3 separate regions of the Mus musculus genome follow, and all the other regions are linked to region 1. A link is a contact called in public HiChIP or PLAC-seq data. All regions are on one chromosome and are shown on one strand. Each heading gives the region's core, a stretch centred on a gene start, on an enhancer-like site or on the middle of the called end of the contact. The rest is flanking DNA. Distances are from core to core; before and after follow the strand shown.

Region 1 (2,938 bases), core at 150-2,649:
ACTACAATCCTACGGAGTACTTTCTTTAGTGCCGCTGTACATAGTCCACCTACACGCACAAATGGTGTATCTGTCACGGAACTCTGACTTGAGTCTTAAGACTTAACGACCCCAAACACTACAGCTGATACCCATGGGTCAGATCACAGCAGCCTCGTCCAGTGCAACCCGAGTGAGCCAAACCTCCCCGAAGCAAAGAAACCCAGGAGCGAGAGAATGCGTTGATTGGTTGCTGGTGATGTCATAGCTACCATTTGGGGGCGGGCCAGAGGTCTTGGCCAGGAGTTCTTGGACTGTTTGAAGTAGTAACCACTCAGCCGGGGGAACCGCACCCAGGGCAATGTTCTGGGGTCCTAGGCCTGACTCCTGTCTCGGTGTCAGAATGAATGAGTCCCCTGCACCTTGCGTTGCAGCTCATCACCGATGCCAAGTTTGGAGGCTGATCAATATAGCGCGTCTTTTGGATTATTTCTGCTGGCTAGCGTGGAACCCGCGAGGCCCTCCTACCTCCCGCATACAATGGAGTCCTCCGAGAGGGGCGGGGTCTCCCATTGTGCCAATAGAAACAATGACACTCTAATTGGAATGCGCCGCCTTTCTCTAGGATTCTGTGACGTCTGTTGCGCCACATCTAGCTATTGGTTGGTTGAGATGCGCGCGTGCCAGGAGTTGGACGGAAAGCTAGACTGGACCAGGACTAGGGAGAACTGAGCTTCTGTCGGGTTCTTCAAGGGGTTAAAGGATGCAGTTGTCGCAGGCGAGGGGGCGGAGATCTGAGGAAGCTGGGTCCACAGTTGTACAACCCTGGGTTCCACGTGGCATCTCAGAACACTGGAAAGAACCATAGCCTAGAGAGACGTGGTGTCTCTCCCAAGTCTGGGAGACCGCTAGTGACTCTCGTGGCGGAGAAGAGTTGGCTTCTCTTCCTGTCTCAGAAGGGTCGTTTTCAGATCCTGTTCTGTAGGAGCAAACAAGGAGATTTTTGCGACATGTTTCTCATAAGTTAAACTTGTTAATAAACAGTTAACGCTATTGTTTGAACCAGGCCGGTGTCTGGCCATTATTTTCACAGTCCCAGGATTCTATATGGTAACCCTTCCCAGACCGATGACAGCACATTTTCAAACCAAAATGGGTGTTAGGGCTCGGAACTAGCGCTCTAAAGGGAGACGAGATTCTCGGTCTGAAGAAAGACTAGGAAGCCACGCTGGAATAGCGCACTAGGATGAGAGGGAGGGCGGTGGCAGAGTAGCGGAGAAACTCCCAGCTCCGTTCAGCACCGTGGGCAGCACTTCTGTTCTCAATAAAGATGGCGGTAACGGCTTCAGTCGCCAGAACTGCCATGCGCGACGGGCTGTACCACCAGGTTTGGGGCATCGGGGCGGAGGTGGAGCAAACCATCGGAGCGGCCGGGAGCCATGTTGGAGCGTCGGGAGGCGGCAGCGGCGTCGGGGATGCTGTGGTGGGGGCGGCAAAAGCCGGGGCCGTATGCCAAAGGGGCTCTGGCCGCGGAGTAGATGGTGCCCAGAGAGCAGTGGCGGCGCGGAGCGACGGGCAGAGGGGCGGAGGGCCGGGGCGGCGGCAGGGGCCCAGGAGGGGGCCAGAGCAGCGGGGCGGGCCCAAGGCCCGGACCCGGGCGGGGGGCGGCGGAGGCCGTGACGGGAGGCGGGGGTGATGGCGAGGCGGCCTCTATGGTGGGGTCTCCCGGGACCGTCGACCCCGGTACTACTGCTCCTTCTCCTCTCTTTGTTCCCTTTTAGCCGGGAGGAGCTGGGGGGCGGTGGGGACCAGGACTGGGACCCAGGGGTTGCTACTACTACTGGGCCAAGAGCGCAAATCGGCAGTGGAGCCGTAGCTCTTTGTCCCGAATCTCCCGGCGTCTGGGAAGATGGAGATCCTGGCCTGGGGGTCAGGGAGCCTGTCTTCATGAGGCTCCGAGTAGGTAGGCAAAACGCCCGGAATGGTCGAGGGGCCCCTGAGCAACCAAACGCGGAGGTGGTGGTCCAGGCATTGGGTAGTCGCGAGCAAGAGGCAGGTCAGGGTCCAGGGTATCTGTTATGTTGGCACCCAGAGATCTCCTCTTGTGGGCGGACAGGGCCTTTACGAAGAGGTAGCCTGCCACTCGATGCTCTGTCCCCAGGGGATTCTGATCTGAGGAACAGCTCTCCTCACCCTTCAGAACTTCTGGCTCAGCCTGATGGCTCCAGGCCAGTGGCCTTCCAGCGTAATGCTAGGAGAAGCATCCGCAAAAGAGTGGAAACCTCTCGCTGCTGCGGGAAGCTGTGGGAGCCAGGACACAAGGGTCAGGGTGAGAGATCCGCGACTTCCACAGTGGACAGGGGACCCTTTCGGCGGGACTGCCTCCCCGGCTCTTTAGGATCTGGCCTGGGGGAGGATTCAGCACCACGTGCTGTGAGGACAGCTCCTACGCCGGGTTCAGCACCTCGCGAGTCTCGGACAGCTCCCGGGCGCATGCGCTCCCGCGGTCTCTTCCGCCGCCGTTTCCTCTTTGAGCGCCCTGGGCCGCGCCCTCCCGGGTTTCCGACTGGTCCTGAAGCCAAGCAAATACTCTCAACTAACCAGGCTCGTCCTCGTCGTGCTGCAAACCGCCACCCGCAGTTTCCTCAATACAACTACCAGACACTGGTACCTGAAAATGAGGCAGCGGGCACATCAGTACTGCGCGTGGTGGCACAAGACCCGGACCCAGGCGAGGCCGGGCGCCTCATCTACTCGCTGGCGGCGCTCATGAACAGCCGCTCGCTGGAGCTTTTCAGTATTGATCCTCAGAGTGGCCTCATCCGCACGGCTGCCGCTCTGGATCGTGAGAGTATGGAACGCCACTACCTTCGAGTAACAGCACAGGACCACGGCTCACCGCGCCTCTCAGCTACCACCATGGTGGCGGTGACAGTAGCTGACCGCAACGATCACGCGC
Region 2 (2,938 bases), core at 135-2,634, 130 kb after region 1:
TCGAGGACCTGTAAAGACACTGTGTCCCGGGATAGTTCTGAAAGTGGGGGTCTTCAGTGACAAGGAGAGCTGGAGCTTTCCTGACAACTGGGAAATTGAAACGGATGGTCCTCTGTGCCCTGAGGTTCGCCCATGCTAGAAAACTAAACACCTGCACCTGTCCCCATCTCCCCACTTAGCCTGTGGATCTGCGGGAGGTTGCAGGGCCAGGCATATTGGAAGCAGCCATGGTGAATGAGGGAATACTTTCTGGTCTGTGCTGAACTGTACAGGACTGACTAGGAAGCAGAGGAAACAGGGCCCAAATGGGGGCTAGTTTTCTTAGGAGTGTCCCTCTATATTGATGACACCCGCCTAGTCACCATGCATGTATAACCAAAGGAAATCATTAGGAAAGAGGGCTTGACCTGTGACTGGCAATGACTGTCCACACGAAAGGATCAAGAGGGGGGTCACATAGGGAGGGGAAAGTTAGATACCTTGAGGCAACAAGGAAAGGAGTGTCATGGTGTGGCCCTGCCCTAGTCAGGGAATTGAGTAGAAGGGGTGGAGGGGATTCTTGCAGGTTCTAATGAAGCCAAGTAGATGGGGAACCTGGCCTGAATCGTGGACAGGCCTTGCCAGTGGGAACGTGGGTATCAGGAGATGGATTCCTGAGAGATGAGCTGTCAGCATGGGTGGTCCATCCCCCCCCCCCCGCATATGGACAACCCTCCCTCTTTGCAGACACAGCTGGATGGCATCTGTCTAGGGTAAAAGACTCAGTAGGGAGTGAGCGGCACTGGGATGAACAAATATGAACACGCATGGCACAAGTTCTTTCTTCCAAAATGGGGAAGTGTTGCTTAGATCCAGCCCAGTGGAATCTTGGGGTCCCTAGGATAGTCCCATAGTCTCCTGTTTGCTGGGGGCTGCTTTGCCTGTCATGAAGGTTAGGGTGCGGCACAGGAGGGCCACCAGACAGAAGCATGGCTGATTCACGTTTGTCAAGACCTATAGCCTGAGGCTTTGTCTGGGCACCCCATGGGGTTAGGGGTGAGTCAGCGCCAGCTGCAGTATGTCCTACCTACCATCAGGCTGCTACCCCTATGGTCTGCTGGAACCTGTCCACATTTCAGAGAGCAGCAATGACTTCATTGGTCACTCTAACTAGAAAGCAGTCAAGACTTGGAACCCTAAGTAAGGTTGGGGTGCTCTTGAAGTGTCTGTCAAAACCCTGAGTGATACTCGAAAGTCTTGGGACCTGACCTTGCCCTTAAGTGCGTCATATCTTAAGTCCAGGAGAAGTGGGGTGGGGGAAGCGACCTCTGGGGAGGTGGGTGGGGGCGGGCCGCCAGGTCCCCGCCTGCTGCTCCGCCTCCTGGGATCAGGGACTTTTCTCCTCAGTGCCGGCAGGACTTGCTGCGGCGCGGGAGCAGGCTGACTCCTCGCACAGGCAAGATCGGGACTTGGGGTGGGGGGTACTCGGTTTCCACCCGCCAAAGGCTTGGGAGACAAGAGACAGAGAGGTTGGGTTCCTGGCTAACTGTTTCTATCACTCAGGATGAGGCTGCGACTCCTGGTCGCTGCGCTCTGCGCTGCAGAGATCCTGATGGGAGCGCCGGAAGTGTGGGCCCAGCCCAGAGATAGAGGTGGGCATCTTTCGGGGCTCAGCACCCTGTCTGTCACCTATGCATCTACTCAAACTTTATCCCTGACACCTTTCCACCGATGAGTCCCCCAAACTCTTCGTGGATTCTTCCTAAACTCCCTGAATTCTACTCTGCATTCCCCAAATTGCCTCCTATCCCATATGGCACACAAATTCTAGCTCCCTGGATGCAGGCTGATCCTCTGTCCTCAGCCACCGGACAACAGTCCCTCCACGCTGATTTCAGCCCCGCAGCTACACCCCTGCTTGCAGGTTATCCTCCCCCAAGGTGCTCCTGCCCTCCCTGAGAAGCTCTGTTCAGAGTCCCACTGCGGTTTCCTCCAACACTGGCAGAAATACGCCTACCTGGGCTCCGTTTGCAGAGGAACATAAAGCCTATTGTCCTTCCAGTCCCCAAGTCCCAGGGGACCTCAGTGCCTAGAGGATGGTGGGTGGCTGTATTCCCTAAAAGGTCATGATCTCTCCTCCCTGCTTCAGTGACCTGCACACGCCTTTATGCTGCTGACATCGTGTTCTTACTCGATGGCTCGTCGTCCATTGGCCGCAGCAACTTTCGAGAAGTGCGAGGATTCCTGGAGGGGCTGGTGCTGCCTTTCTCAGGAGCAGCCAGTGCACAGGGCGTCCGGTTTGCCACAGTGCAGTACAGTGATGATCCACAGTGAGTAGTCGACGTGGGGTCAGGACTGTAGGCCCCAAGACCCCTTAACAGGAAGGAGTCTAGAAATAGGCTTTGGAGAGCCCAGAAAGGCCCTCGCCAACACCTCTTCTGGAGAGAGGTGGGGATAACTTGGAAGAGTGTTCTTGTCCTAAAACACCTCTCAGTCAGTGTCCTGGGGTTGTGGTGGGGTGGGGGTGGGGTGGACAGGATGATTCTGCTTCCTGATCTGCATAGAGAGAGAGAGTCCAGGAGCTCCAGGCGTTGGGCTCCTGGTGGAGTCTGCATGTTTGGGCTCTGCCAGCTCTTCAGCCCTCTGTTCATCAGAAATGCTTTGTCTGGCCAGTGACCACTGTCCTGAAACTGAGCCCTTCCTCCTACAATTATTTAATCAGATATCCTGCCCACACACACCACCACCACCACCACCACCACCCCCGCCCCAGGCTAGGGACCTAGAGGGTTCCAGGCCTGTTGAGGCTCAGTGACATTGCTATGTCAAGCAGCATCTGAGGAGGCTGCTAACGTGGACACTTCCGCGGTAGAGGGCTGGGGGGGGGTGGGGTCTCAGAACCAAGGGTGCTTGCCTCAGAGCTCACTCATCTCAGTGGCCTCATCTCAGAGGCAGGGCT
Region 3 (2,938 bases), core at 172-2,671, 120 kb before region 1:
TTGTTTTTTATTTTTTAACCTCAGAGCCATCTCAGGCTCCTATCAGAAACACCAGAAGAGAGCATCAGATTCTATTACAGATGGTTATGAGCCACCATGTTGTTGCTGGGAATTGAACTCAGCACCTCTGGAAAGCAGTCAGTCCTTTTAACTGCTGAGTCATCTCTCCATCCCTCGATTTTTAAAAAACATTTATTTATTATTATATCTAAGTACACTGTAGTTGTCTTCAGATGCACTAGAAGAGGGCTTCAGATCTCATTACGGATGGTTGTGAGCCACCATGTGGTTGCTGGGATTTGACTCAGGTCCTTCAGAAGAGCAGTCGGTGCTCTTAACCACTGAGCCATCTCTCCAGCCCAGATTTTTGTTTTTTTAAAAGATTTATTTATTGGATTTGTATGAACATTTTGCCTGAATCACAAGTGTGCAGGTGCCTCTGGAGGCCACAAGAGGGTGTTAGAACATTTGAAACTGGAATTACAGACAGTTGGGAACTGCCAGGTGCTGGGAATCAAACCCGGGTTCTCTGGAAGAGAAGCAAGAATTCTAAACCCTCAGCCATCTCTCCAGGCACTGTGCTGAGGTAGGGTAGATTTCTAAGTAGTTAGTGGGGGTAGGGGGGTGGGGTGGGGTGGGGTTGATTACAGAATACAGAGCTAACCTCTTGTCCTCAGCTAATGTCAAATGACTAGAGTTAAATCCATATATAGCTACTTTTCATAAAAATTTAAATGTGAAAATGTTATGTACTTTTGTAGTTTACATTCAGTGAGTATACAGACATTAGGAGCTGTTTATAGTTGGGTAATGGTGGTACACACCTTTAATCCTAGTACTTGGGGGCCAGAGGCAGGTGGATCTTGGAGACTTCAGGGCCAGCATGGTCTATAGGACAGCCAGGGCTACACAAAAAACCCCTCTGTCTTGAAAAATAAAAATAAAAAGTAGGAAGAAAGAAAAGAAGGAAGAGAAGAGAAGAGCAGAGAAGAGAAAGTTACAATATGCTACCAATGCTTGGGAGGGGAGGCAGGAAAACCAGGAGTTCTAGGCCAGCTTTTTTTTACATGAGACCCTGTTTCAAAAAACAATGACAAAAATTAAGTAAGAACAGCTCTAGATTTATCTGTGACTTTTTCTGCAGAGGTTCAAGCACTTCTTCACTTGTTTTTATGAAGGAGGAGAACTAAAATGCGATTAAAATAAAAGATTTATATAAATATTTACAACTGATATATACTTTTCATATATCAAGTCAACCCAGAACACTCTAAAACTGCTGATTCTCCTTTTCAATGAAAGTTTGAGTTTGTTTTGTTTTGCAAATGAAGTGCATAATTGAGCAATAAGAGAATGAAAGGAACATTGGCTTTGAGCTCATTTGCATCAGTTTCCTCATCTGGTAAACAGATAATACTGCCTGTCTGAGAGGTGGCTTCCCGTAAGATTCAGTATATTATTAATGGGCCGTCTTGGACATCAGGGCTCATGGGGTAGCAAATTCCTGTGGACAGGCCTCTTCCGACACGAAGTGCGCTTGCTTCCTTGGGCCACCTGACCTTTCTGGAGCTCCGCTCCACGTCTGCCCTCTTCAGCACTAGCTCCCGTCAGCTCTTTTGTCATCGGAAAGTTGAGGGCATTAGAATATGATGGTTAGTTTTGATTGTCAACTTGGCAACATACAATCACCTAGAAAGAGTCTAAATGATGGATTTTCTAGGTCATACTGACCTGCGGAGAACTCTCTGGAATGCTTTAATTGATGTAGGAAGACCCAGCCTAAAATGTAGCTGTAGTATTTCCTGGGTTTGAATCTTGAACTGTATAAAAAAGAAGAAAAAAAGTGAGCTGAATACAAGCATGCATGGTTTCCTTGTCATCAATCTTTACTGGATATAACTGGCTGCTTCAAGTTCCTGCCTTGACTTCTCCACAACAGTAGACAGTAGCCTAGAACTGTAGCCAAGTGCACCATTCTCCGGGAAAGTTGCTTTTGGTACAGCAACAGAAAAGAAACCGCTTCAGTGCAGGACCACATGTTTGCTATTTCTAGCAGGCAGGGAAATGTTCCTGGCACTAAAAGCATGGAACACTGATCTTGAACTTGCAGGTGTCTATGTGCCTTTGCAAACTCCCCAGTATTGAGACTAAGGTATGTGCCACCACACTATGCCTAGCACTAAAGTTTTTAATTGTAGATTGTTTTTTGTTTTGTTTTTGTTTTGTTTTTTTTTGAGACAGGGTTTCTCTGTGTAGCTCTGGCTGTCCTGGAACTCACTTTGTAGACCAGGCTGGCCTCGAACTCAGAAATCCGCCTGCCTCTGCCTCCCGAGTGCTGGGATTAAAGGCGTGCGCCACCGCGCCCGGCTTAATTGTAGATTGTAAGGTCTAGTTCATCAGCTTCTGGGTCCGGCCAAGGAACCTGGTGCTTCACAATCAATTGGGAAATGTGCCCATGGGAAAACAGCTAGGACATCAGCCACAATCTTTCCATTCTTGTCTTCAATGTAGCAGAGGTGGGACAGGAAAATCTACAATAGATACAGTGTTTCCTATGAAGGCAGATGAGTTTGTAGCATTCATGTTCATCAGGCCCTGTGTTCTAGCATTTAGGATTGCAGATAATCATAATGGTGGCATGTAGAGTCGAGAACCTGTCAGACTGCTGAGAACAGAGAGATGTTATGTTGTCTGCTTGAAGAGGTACTATGCACCTCCAGGATTGAGTTTAGCAACCAAAGCCACAGAGCTAGATGGTGGAGCTGGGGCAGGATGACAGGATCCCTCAAGTAACTTGGTTAGGCTCAGATTTGCCTGTTTTCTTCTCTTTGTTTTTTTTTTTTTCCCTACTAATTCTTAAATTTTTCTCTCCCCTCCTCTCATTTTTGTTTATTTTTAGGCAGTAGCTCAAGCTCAAGTTGGCCTGGAACTCAATAAA

What was found. HiChIP or PLAC-seq counts read pairs in DNA pulled down with a chosen protein or histone mark.
Region 2: an H3K4me3 HiChIP or PLAC-seq map of embryonic stem cells shows a contact between it and region 1, with 28 read pairs. The contact joins the promoter of Col7a1 here to the promoter of Celsr3 in region 1. A contact is called at or near these places in 20 of 39 promoter capture datasets (the 3T3-L1 cell line, 3T3-L1-derived adipocytes, the C10 cell line and 14 more), 5 of 484 Hi-C or Micro-C datasets (bone marrow-derived macrophages, brown adipocytes and embryonic stem cells), 10 of 115 datasets of contacts at active chromatin or transcription factors (SST interneurons, astrocytes, craniofacial prominence and 2 more) and 3 of 9 other capture datasets (adipose tissue, liver and pancreatic islet).
Region 3: a contact with region 1 is called in an H3K27ac HiChIP or PLAC-seq map of embryonic stem cells, with 4 times the contacts expected there. The contact joins the enhancer-like site here to the promoter of Celsr3 in region 1. A contact is called at or near these places in 8 of 39 promoter capture datasets (the 3T3-L1 cell line, the C10 cell line, the HPC-7 cell line and 6 more), 1 of 484 Hi-C or Micro-C datasets (embryonic stem cells), 6 of 115 datasets of contacts at active chromatin or transcription factors (embryonic stem cells and intestinal villus epithelium) and 3 of 9 other capture datasets (adipose tissue, liver and pancreatic islet).

The regions. Positions count from the first base shown.
Region 1 is chr9:108,824,646-108,827,583 of GRCm38.p6, forward strand. It overlaps Celsr3 (cadherin, EGF LAG seven-pass G-type receptor 3), which reads left to right and starts at 1,400. Exons shown (of 36, transcript NM_001359572.1): 1 at 1,400-2,938. The coding sequence starts at 1,675. It overlaps Gm35025 (a long non-coding RNA gene), which reads right to left and starts at 1,475. Exons shown (of 2, transcript XR_871161.3): 1 at 1-1,475.
Region 2 is chr9:108,952,202-108,955,139 of GRCm38.p6, forward strand. Col7a1 (collagen, type VII, alpha 1) reads left to right here and starts at 1,385. Exons shown (of 119, transcript NM_007738.4): 1 at 1,385-1,435; 2 at 1,543-1,631; 3 at 2,129-2,309. The coding sequence starts at 1,544.
Region 3 is chr9:108,709,565-108,712,502 of GRCm38.p6, forward strand. All of the region lies in intron 1 of Prkar2a (protein kinase, cAMP dependent regulatory, type II alpha), which reads left to right. Among named protein-coding and RNA genes, the nearest start is that of Prkar2a, 19 kb to the left of the region's middle. Within about 2 kb of position 1,422, at least 11 of the 459 cell types and tissues checked have an H3K27ac peak or open chromatin away from gene starts, as enhancers often do. A contact at or near this core is called in embryonic stem cells and hippocampal neurons, where this site is marked.